Regions from separate parts of the Oryctolagus cuniculus genome. Here region 2 is linked to region 1. The links are chromatin contacts, called in public Micro-C maps. All regions are on one chromosome and are shown on one strand. The core of a region is the stretch at or near the end of the contact, and the rest is flanking DNA. Distances in the headings are between cores, read along the strand shown.

The links. Hi-C and Micro-C count contacts between places; a contact is called where the count stands out from the background.
Region 2: a Micro-C map of ear pinna shows a contact between it and region 1, with 4 times the contacts expected there. The contact joins the promoter of SGK1 here to the enhancer-like site in region 1. A contact is called at or near these places in 3 of 6 Hi-C or Micro-C datasets (ear pinna, skin fibroblasts and an unstated tissue).

The regions. Positions count from the first base shown.
Region 1 is chr5:34,614,219-34,618,026 of mOryCun1.1, forward strand. It overlaps a transcript of SGK1 not described here. Among named protein-coding and RNA genes, the nearest start is that of SGK1, 78 kb to the right of the region's middle. Within about 2 kb of position 1,398, at least 1 of the 8 cell types and tissues checked has an H3K27ac peak or open chromatin away from gene starts, as enhancers often do. A contact at or near this core is called in ear pinna, where this site is marked.
Region 2 is chr5:34,691,770-34,695,262 of mOryCun1.1, forward strand. It overlaps SGK1 (serum/glucocorticoid regulated kinase 1), which reads left to right and starts at 1,911. Exons shown (of 12, transcript NM_001082056.1): 1 at 1,911-2,030; 2 at 2,158-2,233; 3 at 2,611-2,686; 4 at 3,061-3,165; 5 at 3,278-3,361; 6 at 3,479-3,493. The coding sequence starts at 1,955.

The DNA of each region.
Region 1 (3,808 bases), core at 148-2,647:
GCGTCATGGTAGCGTCTCTCCATGTGAGCTTCTGCTCAAGGTGACAGCAAACAGCAAATGAGATGAGAACAAGTTAGGACAGAGGGAACACCCAGAAGAAAGTCTGTGAATGCTCCATTAATGAATCCATAAGAGAAAATGGTGTCTCGGTCCTTATGAAACTCACAATCTAATAGGAAATAGACCAACAAAGAACATGAATGTGTGCCATGTTATTAAAAAAATGTGGCTTTTTAAAAAATTATTTGAAAGGCAGACAGGCAGAGACAGAGAGAGATCTCCCACCCTTGGTTCATACCCCAAATGCCTGCAGCAGCCAGGACCCAAACCCAGGCACTGACTGGGATGGGGGATTCGGGTGTCCCAGGTGGCATCACAACAGCTGTGCCAGATGCTTGCCCCTGTCTGACAGATCCGATGCTCCATCCTTTCTTCCCATTCTCCAAGCTACTATTCCTGTTTGCCTTGTGTTGTATCTACTACTGTTTGCCTTGTGTTGTATCTAGTTTCTAACCCATTCCTGACTCAACTAGCCCCTTGTGTCCTTGATCATCTGAAATCCTTCCCACCGCATGGAAAGGCACCCTGGACCACCCCACTCCTGTGGCCCCGCATTGCCTCAGGACTCAAACTTTATCTCTGCCTCTCCTTTTTAGGGTTTATTTTCCTCACATCCCATACAGATTCCTGCCTCTGTATTTCTGTTTCTGCCAACCCTTCGGCTAGAGATGACTTGCATATGTCTCTTCATCTGTCCTCTTTTAACTCAACAGTCAGGATTCAGTTTAACTACCACTTCCTCTGGGAAGGCTTCCCTGATTCCCCCCTACTTGGCTAAATATCCTTCACCTTCTCTCCCTTGGCACTTTGTATAAAACTCTCTTACGGAACGGAGCTGAAAACCTCACAGCAAACTTGCATCGCTGTTCACTCAGGGTCAGGCACTGGGCTTACTTGCATGGCTTCATTTGGGCCTCACAAAATCTTGGTGAAGTAGGCAAAGTTAGTATGTCCATTCTACATGTGCAGAAACTGAGCCCTGGGAACACATCAGCAGGTTTCCCAAGTGGTGGTCCTGGGATTTTCAACCAGGCAGGGTTTGTTCTGGAGCGCATGCTGAAAGTGTTTGCTACATGAAATCCTAAACTATGATAAACCACAGACCCCTGCATTAGTCTCCACTGAAATGCAAGCATCTTCACTGAGTTCTGCATTTGGGTCTCCCTCCCCCTGCCTCCAACCTAAGGTCAAGCGAACCATTGCTGAACCTTCGTTGGAAGCTTCCAATGCTACACGATACAGTCAGCTCCCAGCATTTAGGACAGCTTGATTTAGGATTTTTTTTTTTGAGTTCACAGTGGTGCAAAAGCCATGCACATTCAGTAGAAACGATACTCTGACATTTGGTTCTGGATCTTTGCCTGGGCCTGTGATATGTGCTCCATTCTCTCTCCCAGCGCTGGCAGCAGCAGTGAGCTCTGCTCCCAGGCAGCCCCCGTCACGGAAGGGGGACACCGCTGACACTCTGCAAAGCACTGCTCCCAGGCTCCGACAGGCAGTAGGTTCGGTGGAAGGAGGGGGACAGTCAATGCATTTTTGACTGAGGCTATTTTGAATTATGATGCATTTATCAGAACAGAACCCCTGTGTAAGTCAAGGAGCATCTGCGTGTGTGCAAAGGAGGTAAGCACAGAGAAACAACCATGAAACTTGGCCATGCAGATTTTCTGGCATCTTGGTGAAAACTGTGTTCAAAGGAGTGAGACTCTTTGTCATGTTCTTCACTTTAGTCCCATCAGGTACGAAGTGACCCATAAATCCAACTTCGTGACTAAGTGCAATAGTGGAGAAGAACACGTGAGGGGAGGAAATGAAAGCTGGGTAAGAAGGAAAGGAATTGGGGTAGACAGGAAAGTAGGGGCAGAGCCCAAGCAGAGTTTGTGGCTGTTCAGGGCTGCTTTTAGTTAGCTTGCTGGCATTTGGAGATATTGCAAGGACAGCATGTTTAATATGCTATGAGACAGTAGCCAAGAGAGAGAGAGAAAGAGAGAAGGAGAAGGGAAAAATACTGGAAAGGGCGTATCTTGGAGGACAGCGGGGAGGAAGGGTCGAAAGCCTGGTGGATTAGATATGAACTGGGAGATCTCGTCCCAGGGATTAGTCTTGCTCCTCTATTTCCCTAGGTCTTACTTTTTAATTCCGCAAGCAGGTAACACACACTGCCCCTTAGAAATCGCATCTGAAATATCATCTCCTAACTTCCTCTTTTTTAAAACATATTTTCTAAATCCAGGAAAGACTCAGGCAAACAAGAATGATCAGTCTCCCAGTGTAAAGGAATGAAAAACAGTTCACCTCCCTTCCACAAGAAAGTCAGGTTAGTGAGTTCCGGGGCTTTATCTCTGCCACTCAGCAGGTGCCTCCCTGGGGAGGAAGAAGAATGCCACTGCATAGTTACTGAGCTGCAGGCAGGATGAGGACTTCAAACAGTTCACGGGAATGCAGAATGAAAAGCGAAGTCTGCTTTGTGGAAACCGGTTTGGAAATCCACGCTCCGTTTTTTCATACTACAGGTTTTCCGTGGACTTTTGGAAGACTCCTCATATGTATGGACCTCCAAGGTTCTGTTACACTAGAGCAGAGCGAGGGGAGTGTTTAATCCTCAGAGCAACCTGCCGTAGTGGAGGGGAGCACAGGGGGCAGGCCTCTGGGCACACACAGCTGTGTCCTCTCTCTCCAGTCCTCCCCCACACCCCATCCCCCAGACCCAGTCCAGAGACACCCAAAGTTAGAACCTGCAAAGCTAGAGCAGGATGCAGGGATGCGGCTCAGGAGGAAAGGAGTGGGGAATCCCAAGGGCACGCAGGATGGGGAATTCCAAAGGCTACCTGTCTACTCCGGTGTTTGTGTGCTGTATCAGGGACATCGCCACATAGGACTATGCATTACCTCATTAGAGGATGTGAGCAAAGCATGTGGCAATCCAGAAAGTCATCCATATTGTTCTCGTCAAAAATAATCAAGAGATTTCTATTTGTACTGCCTATTCTATTTTTTAGACCACACATTAGCCTCTGGGGAATTTTTTTTTTTTAAGATTTATTTATTTTTTACTTGAGAGTCAGAGTTACACAGAGAGAGGAGAGGCAGAGAGAGAGAGAGAGAGAGAGAGAGAGAGAGGTCTTCCATCCAATGGTTCACTCCCCAGATGGCCGCAACGGCCAGAGCTACGCCAATCCGAAGCCAGGACCCAGGAGCTTCTTTCGGGTCTCCCACATGGGTACAGGGGCCCAAGGACTTGGGCCTTCTTCTACTGCTTTTTCAGGCCACAGCAGAGAGCTGGATCAGAAGTGGAGCAGCCGGGACCAGAACCAGTACCCATATGGGATGCTGGCACTTCAGGCCAGGGCGCTAACCAGCTGCACCACAGAATGGTTTTCTTAAAGAGCCAGAGACATCCTGACCCTTGCGGCCCCACTGGAAAGATGACACAGCCCTCATAACCAGTTTGTATAAAAACCCCCTGGTTTTTAAAGATGGCAGACATTCAGAGAAAAGAGGGCTGTATGAGGACCAGGGACAGCAAGGGTGACAAGCTCAGATGGCTTGTAGTGACCTTACGTGATGGCACTGACACACGTCAGGACAAGGGCAATGAAGCAGCCCCCAGCGTGATGGGAGAAGAATCTGCTTCCAGAAGCCTCCTCCTGAAAGACATTCACGCCATCAACTCGTCCTGGAACAGGAGTGGGTATGGGGGGATACACTTTTAAAACTGATTCGATGATCCAAGTAATTTCGCTAGAAA
Region 2 (3,493 bases), core at 661-3,160, 78 kb after region 1:
CTTGCCCAAGACCAAGGGAAAAAGCGCCTCGCAGGCTATTCCTGGGTCGACAGCTGGTGTTTGGGAGTGTGGAGGCTCCAGTAGGCAAACTCTAAAATGGCAGGGCAGCAAGGGGTCAGGGCAGGGCAGCCACCGCAGACGGCAGCGGCGAGCGCCAGGTACCCGGCCCAGCGAAGAGGGGGAACTTGCAGCCGTCTCTGCCGCTCCCGGCCAGGTCTGAGCCAGAGACACCCCCCGGCCAGCGCTGGCGCGCGTCCCCGCGCCCGCGGTTGGGCTGCAGCGCCCCGGCGGCTCCCAGCGACGGGGTTACTGGAAGGCAGCGGCCTCGCCGCCTGCACAGCCCGGCCGCCGCGGGCAGCCTCCAGCCCCGGTCCGCGCGCCGGAGCGCCGTCACCGGCTCGTCCCTGTGGGGGTGCAGGAGACGCCACTTTGCGGGAAACAGCCCAACGCAGGCGACTCTGCGGGCGGCAGGGACGAGGAGGGCAAACGAAGGGATTCTAAGACAGGGTAGCGTTGACCTTGCGGAGTTCTGAGGCGGCAGAGCAGCGGGCGCGGGCCGGGCGCCGCCGCCGCCCTCTGCCGCCCGGGTCACGCCAGGTCCGCGCCGCCGCCGCCGCCGCCCTCACCGGCCTCCTCACGTGTTCTCGGCGTGGCGCGGATTAAAATGCAAGGGGGAAAAAAAGTGCACGCAAAACGGACAGAATGTTCTCTAGAAATTACAAAAGGGGTGGGGGGGGGCTGCAGATTGCACTTTGTCTTCAATGCAGAGCCGAATTTTGCTTCCGCCCCCTCCCCTACACATTCCTGACTCCCCTCCCCCCCCTTTTCCCTCCTTCTTTCCTTCCTTCCTCCTCTTCCAAGTTCTGGGATTTTTTTTTTTCCAGCCTTGCTTGGTTTTGGCCAAAAGCACAAAAAAGGCGTTTTCGGAAGCGGCTCGGCCGTGCACAAGGGCCATTTGTTTGTTTTGGGACCCGGGCAGGAAATCTTGCCCGGCCTGAGTCACGGCGGCTCCTTCAAGGAAACGTCAGTGCTCTCCGGTCGCTCTCGCCCGCCGCCCGCTGCCCATGGGGGAGATGCAGGGAGCGCTCGCCAGGGCCCGGCTCGAGTCCTTGCTCCGGCCCCGCCACAAAAAGAGGGCCGAGGCGCAGAAAAGGAGCGAGTCTTTCCTGCTGAGCGGACTGGGTAAGCGCGCCTCGGCCCCCGCGGGGACTTGGCTCCTCCGGTGCGCGCGGGCGCATGGCTCCGGCCCGGTTCTCGGGCTCGGGAGAAGGGGTGGGGGGTGGACGGAGAGCGGCGTGACCGGGCGGCGGGAGCGGGGAGGACCGGCCCGGGAGCTCCGGCCCCGCGCTGACCCTGCAGATGAGGGCGCGCTGAGACGCCTGCGCCTGAGAGAACTCCCGGGCGGTCGCACGCTCCGCCCGGCCTCGGCGGGGAGGAAACCGGGGGGCGCCGGGGCGGGGGTCCCGGGCTATCTATCGCCGAGAGAGTGCAACTGCGGGGGAGGGTGTGGGCTCGCGCAGGGCCGCCGGCCCGCCGGGCTGCGTCCGGAAGGCAGCTCGGCGCTGCTACCCTGACTTCCTCGCCGAACGGAATAAATGAGAAAAATGGAAAATTACTCCGCATCCTTTCCCGCCACCTCCGCCCGCGCCCCGGGGCGCCGAACACTGGCGAAACTGCCCTCCCCGGGCGGCTCCCGAGTCCCCCACCTCCGCCCGCGGCTCGCCCTCAGGCTGGGGACAGAACCGCCCGCCGCGGGCTGCCGTCCCGCCGGGACGCGGCGCGGCGGCCGGGGGCGGGGCCTGCGCTGGGGGGCGGGGCCGCGCCGCTCCTTTGTCGCCGGTCGGGCCCCTCCCCTGCCGGCGCAGCCTTTATAAAGCCGGGCGCGCGGCCCGAGCGCAGAGTTGGCTGAGCCGGTCTCTCATTCCCAACGACTCGCTGTGGTCTCACCGTGGCGATGACCGTGAAAACCGAGGCTGCTAGGGGCCCCCTCACTTACTCCAGGATGAGGGGCATGGTGGCCATCCTCATCGGTGAGTGCAGGAGTCAGGCCGCCGCGCGGTGCGAGTTTTCGGAAGGTCGCGGATCACGGAGTGTGTGTGGCGGCGGACGTTACGAAGCCATCTGAGCATTCGTTTATTTCTCCTCTTTCATTCACAGCGTTCATGAAGCAGAGGAGGATGGGCCTGAACGACTTTATTCAGAAGATCGCTAATAATTCCTATGCGTGCAAGCAGTAAGTTCGGGTGGGATTGCGGGAATTAAAGTCAGTAGCGCCGGCAGGGTAGCAGAGTCGTCTCCCCTCGCTGGGTTACGTCGGGGTGGAGATCTCATTTCTCCTCAAATCCTGGTTTACTTGAGACGTTTTTAACACGGAGACGGGCTTGCCTCCTTGTCGCCCGCCCTCCGCGTGAAAAACCACCTCAATTTCTGTACACAGCTGGGCTCACTGTTGGCTTCAAAGGGCCCAGTAGATGATTTTGGGTGTTTGCAGTTGAAGTCCTGGATTCTCCGGGGAAACTTCGAGCCAGAAACTCAACTGGTGGTGTTGCTGTGCCCCCTAGTGGGGCGCGAGGAGGCTCCAACGTGTGTGTGTTTTTTTTTCCTCTGCAGCACTGAAGTTCAGTCCATTTTGAAAATCTCCCAACCTCAGGAGCCCGAGCTTATGAACGCCAACCCTTCGCCTCCGGTGAGTATCGTTCCGTTTGTGAAGCATCTATGGGGGAGAATTGTTAAGTGAGTCACCTAGTATCCCTACATTGATGGATTAAAATAGCATTTCTGGAAATTAGTATGAAGGCAGGAATGTCTCATTAGTTAAGGACATAACAGGTGACATAACTAGTTAAGTATTGAGTCAGTGGAGTATTGTCTGAAGGCATATTTCATAAAAGTTTTATCCGTTTAATCTCCATACTCACTTGAAATAATGACATGGTGTGGTTGAAAAATAGTTTTGAGTGCGTTGATAGACGTATGGGACTTGCATCCAGCTTTTATGCTTTATTGTGGACGTCTGCCTTTGAAAGCGGTGACACTAAAGGAGAATGTTTTATTTTTCAGCCAAGTCCATCTCAACAAATCAACCTTGGCCCATCATCAAACCCTCATGCTAAACCATCAGACTTTCACTTCCTAAAAGTGATTGGAAAGGGCAGTTTTGGAAAGGTAATTTCAGATCCGGAGACCTTTGTATATACTCTCGTATGTGTTCATTTTACACTCTCCCTGGATGAGGACCCAAAAAGGATGATTTTTTTTTTTCTTATTGCAATTTCAGGTTCTACTAGCGAGACACAAAGCAGAGGAAGCCTTCTATGCAGTCAAGGTGTTGCAGAAAAAAGCAATCCTGAAAAAGAAGGAGGTAGGAGAAGGGGCTGGTGGGTTGGAGCTGTGAGTGGACGCTCACTGAATCAGCTTTGCCTTGGGAGTGGGTGCCAAGTTGAAGTTTGTCGCTCAGTCTGGGTTGTCATCCTCCTAGGAGAAGCATATTATG